Linked DNA regions of Anas platyrhynchos: region 2 is linked to region 1. Evidence: chromatin contacts called from public Hi-C data. All regions are on one chromosome and are shown on one strand. The core of a region is the stretch at or near the end of the contact, and the rest is flanking DNA. Distances in the headings are between cores, read along the strand shown. Region 1 has its middle 33 kb from the start of ST14. Region 2 overlaps SNX19 (sorting nexin 19).

What was found. A called contact is a pair of places that touch in the nucleus more often than the background predicts.
Region 2: a Hi-C map of subcutaneous adipose tissue shows a contact between it and region 1, with 1.8 times the contacts expected there. The contact joins two enhancer-like sites. A contact is called at or near these places in 2 of 8 Hi-C or Micro-C datasets (liver and subcutaneous adipose tissue).

The regions. Positions count from the first base shown.
Region 1 is chr25:4,519,530-4,525,032 of IASCAAS_PekinDuck_T2T, reverse strand. No RefSeq gene overlaps it. Among named protein-coding and RNA genes, the nearest start is that of ST14, 33 kb to the right of the region's middle. Within about 2 kb of position 2,587, at least 3 of the 8 cell types and tissues checked have an H3K27ac peak or open chromatin away from gene starts, as enhancers often do. A contact at or near this core is called in subcutaneous adipose tissue, where this site is marked.
Region 2 is chr25:4,761,461-4,766,918 of IASCAAS_PekinDuck_T2T, reverse strand. It overlaps SNX19 (sorting nexin 19), which reads left to right. Exons shown (of 11, transcript XM_072027587.1): 9 at 4,906-5,090. Among named protein-coding and RNA genes, the nearest start is that of SNX19, 18 kb to the left of the region's middle. Within about 2 kb of position 3,663, at least 1 of the 8 cell types and tissues checked has an H3K27ac peak or open chromatin away from gene starts, as enhancers often do. A contact at or near this core is called in subcutaneous adipose tissue, where this site is marked.

The DNA of each region.
Region 1 (5,503 bases), core at 1,338-3,837:
ACAGGGGGAGAAGGGTGAATGAGAGCTGTGTTGGGGGTTGTTTTGTTTTTGAGAGAGGAAGCATTTCATTTCTGATGGGAAGTATTTTGTACTTGCTTTCTTCTGCTATCTGTTCCCAGCTCAGACAGCTCTTCTGTTCTTCAGCATGCTTGCCCAGGGCTGTTGTATATGACTGTTTAAACAGTGTTTAAACAGCCATAAGCCTGTTTATTTACCGAGGCTATAAATTATCTTGAAATCAGAATTCATCATCCTGCAAATACCATGTTTCAACAAGCAGGCTGGCTCTCTGCTAGCATAGCAATAGTAATAGACCTCCTCGCTGCCCTGCCAAGTCGCTGGCAGGGGCAAGTGTCCCTGCATGGGCAGCTGCTGCCTCGCGGGGATCCAGGCAGACTCCGAGGGCTGATTCCTCTTTGTGAGCTGATCTGCTAGCAGACTGGGGAGTGCAGTGGCCACTGCAGGTCTCTGATGGATGAACTGTGTGTTCGAGTTATCTTGTCCTTGCCGGGGTTTGCTACGAAACTAATGATCTGTCTCTTCCAGGCATTAGCAGCAGTTGTCTCTACAGTGTGAAGGGATGACGATAATCAAGGAACGAGCTTTTCCCAGTGGAATTTTCTCCCTCACTCCAGCTAGTAGTAGGTAACTGTTTCTGCAGCATGTGGCTTTTAGATGACAAAGCCAGCAGTATCCTGCTCGGTGTTACTGGGGATATTTCCTTGACTTTGTTTTGCTGAGGCTGTGGACATAGAGAGGGACTAGAAGAACTTGTCTGAAAAGGCTTAAAAGCGACACTTCCCCTATGCGACGTGTAAATTCCTTTCTCAGATAACGTCTGCCTTAAATGTTTAATCTCGGCGACTCAAGCAGTTGAGATTAAAACCCATCAAGGCAGCTGCCGTGCCCTGGCTGTTGCACAGGGTGTGGATTTTCCTCTGGATGCTGACATTTCTGCTCCCATTAGCACCTCACCTCAAGCTGAGTGTGGTCCTGGCAGTCCAGAGCCCCAAACCTTTGTATGAGCTGCGCTGATCAGGCTGGCTCACTCCACAGCAGGTCTGGTAGCAACAATAGATCATCTGACTTACCTGTTGTGTGTGGTGTAAGCTATTGCCTCTGCAGATTTCTGGAACCACATAAACCGGAGATGGGAAAGATCCGAGGTCATCCAACTTCTCCATTTTCCCCCTATGGGGAAGGCTTGTTCCCTACACTGGATTTTCCTGTACTTGGTCCAGTTTGAAGTGACTCAAGCAGCAGGGTTTTCATCGCTTCCCTTGGGAGGCCTGGCAGTTTTCTTGCCATGAGAGCTGTTTTCCTAATGCTCCACCTGATCTGTTCCTCTCCCTGATTCCAGCCCCACAGAGTGGCCAGCAAAAAGCTACGGTGGGCTAATGCTCATTAGGTTATATGAGCACTGGTTAACTCTTTCTGGGTGGCTTTGATGCTTGTCCTAAGCAAAAAGGAGAAATTTGGATATTTGGAAAAAGGATATTTGGAAAGGAGAATGTTATGGTGCTGGAAAGGAGAATATGATGGTGCTGCGATGGTGACACTTGTCTCAAAGACATTGATGGTGTAAGTAGTACGAGTCCCAAGACCTGTGGTTCTTACAGGATTTAGAGGTTCATGGAAGGTTTTCTTCTACAGCATGTAAGCATACCTGTAGCTGGTGAAAACTGGTAAAATTACCCCTGAAATGTTGAACTAAATGACAACCTGAACGTGCAGTAGTGGCTGTTCTTTATTTTGGGGCTTTGCTTGTGCCTAACACTTCTTCGAGAAGCTTGTTTTTTCTTAACAAGCTGGAGATTTTCCCATGGATTGCTTTCTTTGCTTATCCTGTCTGTGCTGCCAATGCTGTGTAACCAGTAGCTTGACTCTAATGCTGAAGTAGTTCTTAAAATATCGTCTGCTAACTGGATTGGTCACGATGGGATAAAGCCATCTTCCATGAAGGATGAGCGGGATCAGGCCTTGGAGACGCTGTCAGAGGGGAGCCAGCACAAGAAGAAGAGAATAAATATTTAAAGTGTGGTTATGCAGGGGACAAAACTAGATGCAAATCTAATGGTCCCCAGCTCAGATAACTGCAGAAATGTTTAGGGCAGAAAGCTGGTAGCAGTTGAGAGGTCTGTGGTGGTGTAACACAACGTGATGGGCAGCTTGGTATTTATTTTGTCTGGGGTTCCCCAGGAGGCTGTTTTATGCTTTATCCAAAATGAGTAAAAGGGTTCTCAACCTTTCTTCTTTGACCAGACGTGGGGAACAGCCCTGTGTTCGTGTCTCTGCCAGGGGGATGGAGGGCACTTGGTGTGTCTGTGTCCCCTGGCAGCCCCACCAGCCTCGGTGTGCACCGTGAGGAGGTTTCTCCGCTCCGCTGAGCGCCACGGCCGTGGTGCTTGCTGCGGGTGGGCAAAGCCAAGGAACATGACTAATGGGTAACATAAAGAACCACCTTCCCTGCAGCCTGATTCACCCGATCCTTGCACAGATTCAGTCTTTCCTTCAAGGAATGTTTGATAATGCAGCGCGCACCGCTGAGATCACCCTTCTGGCAAGTGCCTGCTGTGGTATGAGACCCAGTCATCTGGCAGCACATTGCTTACTGCAGTCTCCAAGGCAACCCTCCATGCTGTTCTTCTTTGGAAGCTCTGTGCATTCGTAACGAAGCTGTCATCCCTCTTACTGTAAGTGCAGCAGATGTGAAAGATTTTACCTGTGCCAATGAACCCCAGGCCAGGACACTGCTGCTCGGAGGAGCGGCGCTGCGGTGGGCATCCCACCTCCCTCTGAAGGTTGCTGCCTGTCTGCTCGTGGTGCCACAAAATGTCTCCTGCCCTGCCTGCCGTGTCTGTAGCCAGCTGTGTTCGCACAAAGAGACCCTGAGGATCACACGAGAGCTCTGCTGAGGCAAGGCCTTGCGGTGCTGACGTGCCACAGAAAGAATTCGTCCCGGATGGCTGGTCCCAAGGTGGATTTACCAGTCCTGCAGTTATTTGCTTCTCGCTGACTAAAATGTGAGTCCTTCTGGTAGGGAGACAACCAAACTGCAGCTCACTGCCACGTCCCGTGGGAGCTGCTCTGAATTTCTTTCGAGCAGAAGCTGCCAATTGCTCAGTTTGGAGGCACAGCCACCCTCTGTTGTGGGTGCTTAACCTGGCAGGTCAGAGGGGCAATTGTCTGCCTCCAGCATCCCATCTGAAGTCCTCTGGGCTGCTCTAAGAGAGGTTGTAAATCAGGGAGGGCGGATGCCGTGTCCTCTGAGTAGGCCTGATAGATGCTCAGTGCTGGACTGATGAAGCTCATCAGTGCCATGCTGGCCTCTGCTAAAAGTCAGCCTGGAACTGAAAGGCTGCAGGTTTCATTCTGCCTGCTGCAGCCTCTGGAGAAGCTCTTTTCTTATGTTTGCTTTTCTGGTTGGTCTGTTGGTCATACAGAAACCGGGGTCTGGCTCTAGCTGAGGGTATTGCAGTTCTTTGGGGTGAGCGAGGTAGGGGGAAAGTCCGTGCTGTTCATACAGAACGAACCACATCTCCCTGATAGATCCCATGCAGACCTAGACTGGAAGAATCTGTCCAGCTTCATCTGCTTGAAAGCAGGCATCTAATTTCAGCCCTTGATTTTAAGGTCACCAGTGCGGAGCGAGAGACTCCCAGCTCCTTGGAGAAAGCCAAAGCCCCTGTTGGAGCAGCCGAACTGCCTGGCAGCTGGAGTCAGACGAGGTGACGAGCCTTTGCCACAGCCCCTCCTGATCCCGGTGGGTGAGAGGTTTGTACAAGCTGGGGTCGTTCTCATTCCCTGCTGTGAGCTCCGGGAGAGACGGTGCTGGGTTAGGTGCCAGCTCCGGTGCTCTGCGGCGGTGGCTTGCTCGTCTGCTCCGCGTCCAGCAGCAGCTGCTGGGAACACCCCATAAAGATTGCTTGCTCCTGCTTTCTGACAAGCTCTGTGCTCCCAGACGTGGGCAGACCCCTCCACCTCGCACACCTCCATCCCTGCCCTGCCATCCTAGCCCTGGCTCTGTCCCAGTTTGTCTGCCAGCTGTGCCAGACCGCTGGGACACATGTCTTGGGGCAGGCGCTTTCCAGGAACTCTGTGTCTGCTGCCCTGTCTGTCTGTAGTTTCACTTGACATCCCCCGAGGTCTGGAGGGGAGAAAAGGCATTTTCCTCTTGCCCTTGGGGTGATGCTGTAAGGCAGTGGTACAGGAGCTGGGAACTGCTGGACCTGGGCCTGGGGGGCGAGAGGGGGGAGCTGCCCCTCCGGGCTGAGGAGCCCCAGTCCTGCAGCACCGTCAGGGTCCTGCTGGGCACAGAAACAGGTAAAAATAACATAAAATAAAACAAAAATAATCATAAAATAACAGGTAGCTGTGAGGTGGGAAGCCTGCCCCGTGGGTTGAGGTGTTTTTTGAAGGATGCCGTGCAGGCAGCCCACGTGGAAGCTTGGCTGCTGGGGGGGGGGGGGGGTGTAATTTTGGGATTGTTCTTTTTTTTTTGCTCGTCTCCCCATCAGCAGGCTGGGGAATACGAGTCGGGAAACAAGTCAACAACCAGACAGTGGCATGTGAAGTGAGTCCCCCTGCTGGCACAGCTGCGATTGCGAGGCAGTGACACAGATGATAAGGAGCACATGCAGATATAACACCAGTGGTAGCAGAACTCTCCCAGTGCCCCCCAGTGCTGCCCAGATCCTCCCTGTACGCTCCCAGTGCTGCCTAGAGCTACTCAGCAAACTCCCAGTGACCCCCAGTGCTGTCCAGAGACCCCCTGCATCCTCCCACTGCCTGCTGGGCATCTCCAGACAACACTGGAGGGCACTGGGAGTGTCGCAGGAGGATCTAGAAAGTACTGGGTGGTACTGGGACTGTACTGGGAGGTTCAGCACAATGCTGGGACACACTTGGAGAGTACTGGGGGGTCTCTGGACTGCACTAGGGGGCACGAGGAAGCTGTAGGCAGCACCAGGGGTGCTGGGAGATTATTGAGGGTACTGGAGAGCTACAGGCAGTAGTGGGTAGCACCCACTCACACTCCCTCCCTGGCAGTGTGAGCGTGTGCTTGCTGCGGGCAGGCGGCTGTGGCAGCACAGAAGGCTGCCTGCCAGAGAAGACAAAGCCCTAAAAGATCTGTAGATCTGTCCCCCCTTCAGCTCTACTTAGGCAATGTGAGGTTTGCTGCTCTCACCTGCCCTTGCTGCAGTGAATTCCCCACGGTTCAGTGTGCTGTTTGCCCTTTTTATGTTCTGAGAAGTCTGTGTAGCAGCTCTCCATCCCCACTGGGTTTGTTGTGCATGTGCCAGACAAGAAGGAAGCAAAGTGGGGTCTTTAAACCTTGCCTTGCTTGGTTGCAGAAGGCAGCAAACGCCTGGAATAATGGATGTAAAGAAGGACGCAGTCAGTATAGTGAGATATATGGACTGGGGCAGGAGAAGGCAGAGATTCACCAAAAATGCAGGACTGGCAGAGGCTGCTCATTGTGGCGTGGGCACCTGTGGGGTGT
Region 2 (5,458 bases), core at 2,414-4,913, 240 kb before region 1:
CAAGACACTCTGTTCGAGGGGCAGGCACTCGGCCACGGGGCCGCTGCCTCACTGGTCAAACACTTCATCACCGTGTGCTCGGGCAGGGGTACAGGACGCATTGTTCGTAGCATATACAATTGTAAACTTTTTATAGGGCAGCAGGAGAGGAACGTTTCCAGTAAGGCGAGAAGGATAGTTTACTTTTTGCGTGTGTGCCTTTGGCCAGAAATTTAAAAGGACTCGGGATGCTTCATGTTTGATTTATGGAGGGCTTTTTTCTTTGCTTTCTTTCTTTTTTTTTCTTTTCTATTTCCTTCCTCTCCAAAGAGTTTACCGATGGCCTGGACAAGTGTGGGTTTGCTCTGAAGGTGTTTGAGCAGAGCGTGCCAGCACTCAGCTGCACGTGTTGCTGCTGGCGGCCGTGCGGGGAAGGTGAACGTGGGCTGGAGTAGCAGGTGCTAAAAGCTGAGCCTGGGGGCAAAAGCGCTCCCTTTGTGTTTTTCCATGCTTCTAACTGCCTGCTGCAGCTGTTCCTTCGGTTTTATAAGCTTTGCTAAGAAATGTTTTACAGTCAAAGCATTGAAATGTTGCTCTTTGTGAGCCCTTGAGCTAAGGATATTCTTCTGGTTTGAGGCACAATTTGGGGAAGAATTTGGGGGACAAGTACTGAGAAGGGAGGGATGGGCTGGTGATTTAAATATCAGCCTTTCCTGAATTCATAGGAGTCAGATGCTTGACTACGTTGTGCATTTCCAGATGTTGCCTTCTTCTTAAATCCTTTTCACTACCTTGGTCTCACAGGCCCTTTTTGAGCTCCTGGTTAGCCACGCCGTGTTAACTGACCTCGGGGAAATGGGGGCCTTGTTCTGGGGTGGAAGGTGGTAGATGTTGAGCTGGACTTGCTACTGTTCTGCACAAATCATCTGTATTTATAGAGCTTTTTGTACTTATACAGCTAAAGCAGACTAGTAGAGGCATTCCCATCTTCCTCTTCGTCCTAACAAGGGCTCCAGGTTGTGTGTGTCTGAATCCTTGCAACCCCCAGTTTGGGGGGGAATCACAGTTACTGTTGCCTCAGATTTCAGTCACAATCAGTGTTAGAAGGTTTTCTTGAATACTTAACCCAAAGATTCCTCAGCTCAAATGAATTTAGCAGTTTTAAGCAGAGGTTTATCAGCGCAGAGCAGATGTGTGTAAGTTTGGATAGTACTCATATCTTCTTGTCCACTGGACCATTCATGGTCCTTCTTTCTGTTCCAGACAACACAAACCCAACTTCTCCAGCCTTTACCCATGGAGATGAGCTCTCCTTCTGCACGTGAACCATCTGGGCAGGCCACTTAGAGGAGCCAGGTAAACCCTGGTCCTTACACAGTGCTTTGTCCTTCCTGACTCTGTTTATCTAGGCTGCCCTGCATTAGCAGCCCCGGTACTTTTAGGGGGCAGAGAAGAGCCAAGGTATGTACCACCCAGGCCTTGTTTCTCATTCCCAGGGCATTTCTGCTGTTCTCTCTTAATGGGCCCCTTCAGCTGACCTTGGAGTTCCAGCTTAAGCCATGGCATTAAATCAGCTCTTTTTTAGCAGCCATTTCATTCCTCCATCAGCAGCTATTTCAAACGGAGGACCCTTACAGCATGGGCAAGCTATGCTCCTCCAGACAAACGGCCAGGACCTCGTAGCCTTTGCAGTCTGCCTTTTTGCATTGGGCATTATCAAAGCATTTGAACGTCTGAGCCCAGGAGGTCACTTGCTCTCTATTTCTGGTCTCCACTGAAGTGTAAGGAGATGGTTTGGTGATGGGTTTGTTTTTCTTTCTTTCTTATTAAGGCTACTTCTTCATGAAATACCAGAACGGAAATAGTAACTTAAAAAAGATAGCTCTATTTGTGTTTCTTACTGGATTTATTTCTACCTGGGAGCAGGGGGTTGTGCATTTTTGATGTGGCACACGGATCTCAAATGTTTCATCCTTTAATAGTATGAAAAATCATCTGTGATCAGCTGGTGGAGGTCAGCTTTGGGCCCACGTGTTTGGAGTTCCTGTGTGAGAAGTGTCAACTGTTAAGCCTGGCCTAGCACTGGGGCAGCAAGGCCTGATGGAAAGGTCAGTTTGCCACAGAAACCTGGGGTTTGCTCAGGTAGGATCTCAGTAAAGTTAGGTGTGAGCCTTCCTGAGTTGCAGATAGAGCTGTGAGCGCTGAGGAATTAACTTGCTCCTCGGCATTTAATAAATGCTGCTCAGGCTGATCATCCCTTTTGGAACATCTGAGGGCATCAGCTGCTCTTGCAGGAAGGGTGCTGAGCCAGAGGGACCGATGTGATGGTTCCTCTCTTCCTACTGCTTTTGGGATGGGTCCACGCACCAGTAGGCTGGCAAAGGGCACCAGAGTGTCCATCCTCTGAGCTGCTGCCCTTCCTGCTCTTCTCTTCCCAAACGGGAAGGCAGGGAGCTGCCAGAGGGAGTGAAAATCCACCTGCTGTGTTTTGCAGCTGTGGGAGCGAAGACCTGCAAGCACGTGCATAACCCAAGTGCATGCACACGGGATAAGATCTGTAGGTGTTACCTCTAGGCCTTGTCACCTCGTCCTGGGGACTTTATAGGACTAAAAGAGCTAGAGATGGAAGGTTGTTTGTTTGGGGCCTTCCAGCATTCGTCACTTCTCAGTCTGCTCTTGAGCTGTCTGGAAATGTGTGCTGTCTTCTCGAAGTTCAGCTTTCACTCTCCGCGCTATTTGCTTGAATTTTTGCTATTTTAGGAACGTTCCTAAGAAGAAGAGAGTTTGTTCTTTGCCTTTTGCAACCTTTTAAAGGATGACAAGTGACTGTTGCTGAGGTGAAATTCAAGTCAACATTGGCTCCGTTGTCCCCAGACGCAGGGTTGTTCTGTTTGCAGCTCCGTCCCCAAGTCTCTGAACTTCTGTTGCCTGTCAGATGTTTTCTCAATTAGGAAAACAGATTGTATATGAAAACATGTTAATGAAAGCTCTTGTCCCTCGAGGAGCCACAGTTTAGCACTTTAATTTGGTCGGGGATGGCTGGAAGGCTTTACACAATCCAAAGGTGTTAAACTCTGCGGATTGCTGGAGATAAACTCTTTTAAACAATTGTCTTTCAGACGTGGCCTTTTCCTAGACAAGACAGCGCCGTGACATTTCGTCCTGTTATTCTGGTGGCAGCCAAGCCGTGGATCTCTCGCACTATCTTGTAGCAGCATCAGTACTTGGGGTCCCTGGCGAGACGGGGTGTAAAGGCCGTGTGTCTCCATCCCCAGTGCTGTTCCTGGGATGGCACAGCACCAGCACCGCCCTGCCCTGAGGCTTGCTGGCCTCACTGCTGCACCGAGGCTCCGTTCAGGTTTAACACTCCTTGCTTTCGCAGCTAATCTCTCCTAGGTGTGCAGCCCTACCAGCCTGCAGCTAGGCATCTTGTTTCCTGCTGAGGAAGGGAGCGGTACCTGCCCTTCTGCCCGCTTACCTTTAGGTGCTGCTATTCCTGATGTTCTGGTGGCGCTGCCCTGGTTGCATGGGGAAAGACGCCCTTGGCCCAAATGCCTCGCCTGAGAAGAATGCAGACAGTCTGGCAGAGCGCAGGTTAAATAAAGTTTGCCTTGGCAGGGCCCATGCTCTTGGATGTACTGTGAGCTGCCGGGGCGTAGTGGTGACGGAATTGCAAGCACGAACGCCAGCTGCCAAGAGGAACGGGTCTCCTGGCCCCGCTCGCGGACTCCTCTCCTCTGGGACTCTGGAAGTGCTGGCGAAATCCAAGCCTTCTCCCTGCCCACCCCAGCCCAACGCTCCTCTCTGTCTCTGGATCTCCTGCTGCTGAGGACGGCGGCCGCGGGCGAGTCCCAGCCACAAGAAGTCAACGGGGACCCTCCCGTTGACCTCGGTGGCGTCAAGGATTTGGCCGCTGGCTCCCCCTTGTTCTGGCGGGGAAAGATTTTAGGCGGTGGTGAGTCCTGACTGATGGCCATGGCCTTTGCTGCTGCACAGGGAAGTGATTTAACACCTTGGAAAGAGGGTCCGCCTGATTGATGGAGAAACTTCCCCTGACCAGCTTGGGTGGCGTTGACAAATCTCCCCTGCCCTGGCTGCAAACACGTCAGGGCCCTTTTGTGGAGTGACATTCCTGCGGCGCAGCCTTGGGATTTGCAGGTTGTTGCCATATAAAGGGCACGCTTTGGCCCAGCAGGAGGGCCAGCGAGTGGTTTTGTTGGCAGGTTCCTACGCTTCCTTTTAATAGATGAGCAGCACGGGGTTTGGATGGGAGCTGCAGTGAGTTCATTGCCTGCAACAGGGGGACAGGGCTGGGCTGGGCAGCAGGGGAGCAGGGAGATGAGTGTGAAGCAGCAGGGTATTCATGCCTCACCGTCCTGGGAGGGTGCATTTTGGTCTCCCAACGAGACACCCTTGACTCTCTTAGTAGCAGAGGGGCTGATGAGGGGAGTGCTGGTTGCCAGACCACGTTCACATCCTTCCAGTCGTTCACAGCGATTGTTTTAGAGTTAAAGCAACAGTTTTGGAAGATCGAGATGGGGGTGGTTCTCCCAGCTCTTTGAGCTCTGTCATCTGCTTGTGCATGGACATCACTTCAGTCGTATCCCTTAGCCAGGCTGTCTCCAGAGACCCGTTAACTCATTTGATTTCACGTGGGCAGCAGGGCAATGGAGCTTTTCACTACTTTTTGCTTTTCCTTTGTGACTTCACATGTGTTTGTAAGATGGGAAACATTTACCTAAATCTGGTGCACAGGAAAACTCAGCTAATTTAACTTGTGAAAATGTATTTTATGTATATACACACTTGAAAAGTGCATGTTAACTTGCCCAGCAAGGTGATTTCTCCTCCATGGCCTCAGCAGAAAGCTCCGTAGTTGGTACAAGTCTGACATTTCTGATCTCTCTCTCCTGCCCTGTGCCACAGGTGGCTGGAGGTCCAAGTGGTGAACCTGACCTGCACCCAGCGCTGGGTCCAGTACCTCCAGCTGCTGCAGGAATCCATCTGGCCCGGAGGAGTTTTACCAGCAGTGCCTAAACCAGCCAGGACAGAGGAGCAGAAGAAAGCAGCAGCAGAGCAGGCCCTGCAGAGCCTGATGGGGATCTTGCCTGGTAAGTGGGCACCAGAGACGGGTCAGGAGCTGCAGGTGAGGCTGGGGAACCCTCCAGTGCATTGGCATCTCTGGAAGTCCGTTTACCATGATGGAGTCTGCTTGTGCCAAGGCACTGAGAAGTGTTCCCAACCTTTGTGGTTGGATGGTTTCCTGCAAGGCAAAGCAACAATTTCCCAGTTCGAGGCAGTTTGCACAACCACTTAGGGAACGGCCCAGCTTAGAGAGTAAGGGCATGTGTCCTGGTGGTTCCCAGGTGCAGACTGCCACACATTCCTTCTTAGTGCTGGTGGTGCTGTTCCTGCTGAGCCACTCCAGAAAGGAGGGGCTCAGGCCAGCCTGTGGCATGCAGCAATCGCTTGGCTTCTT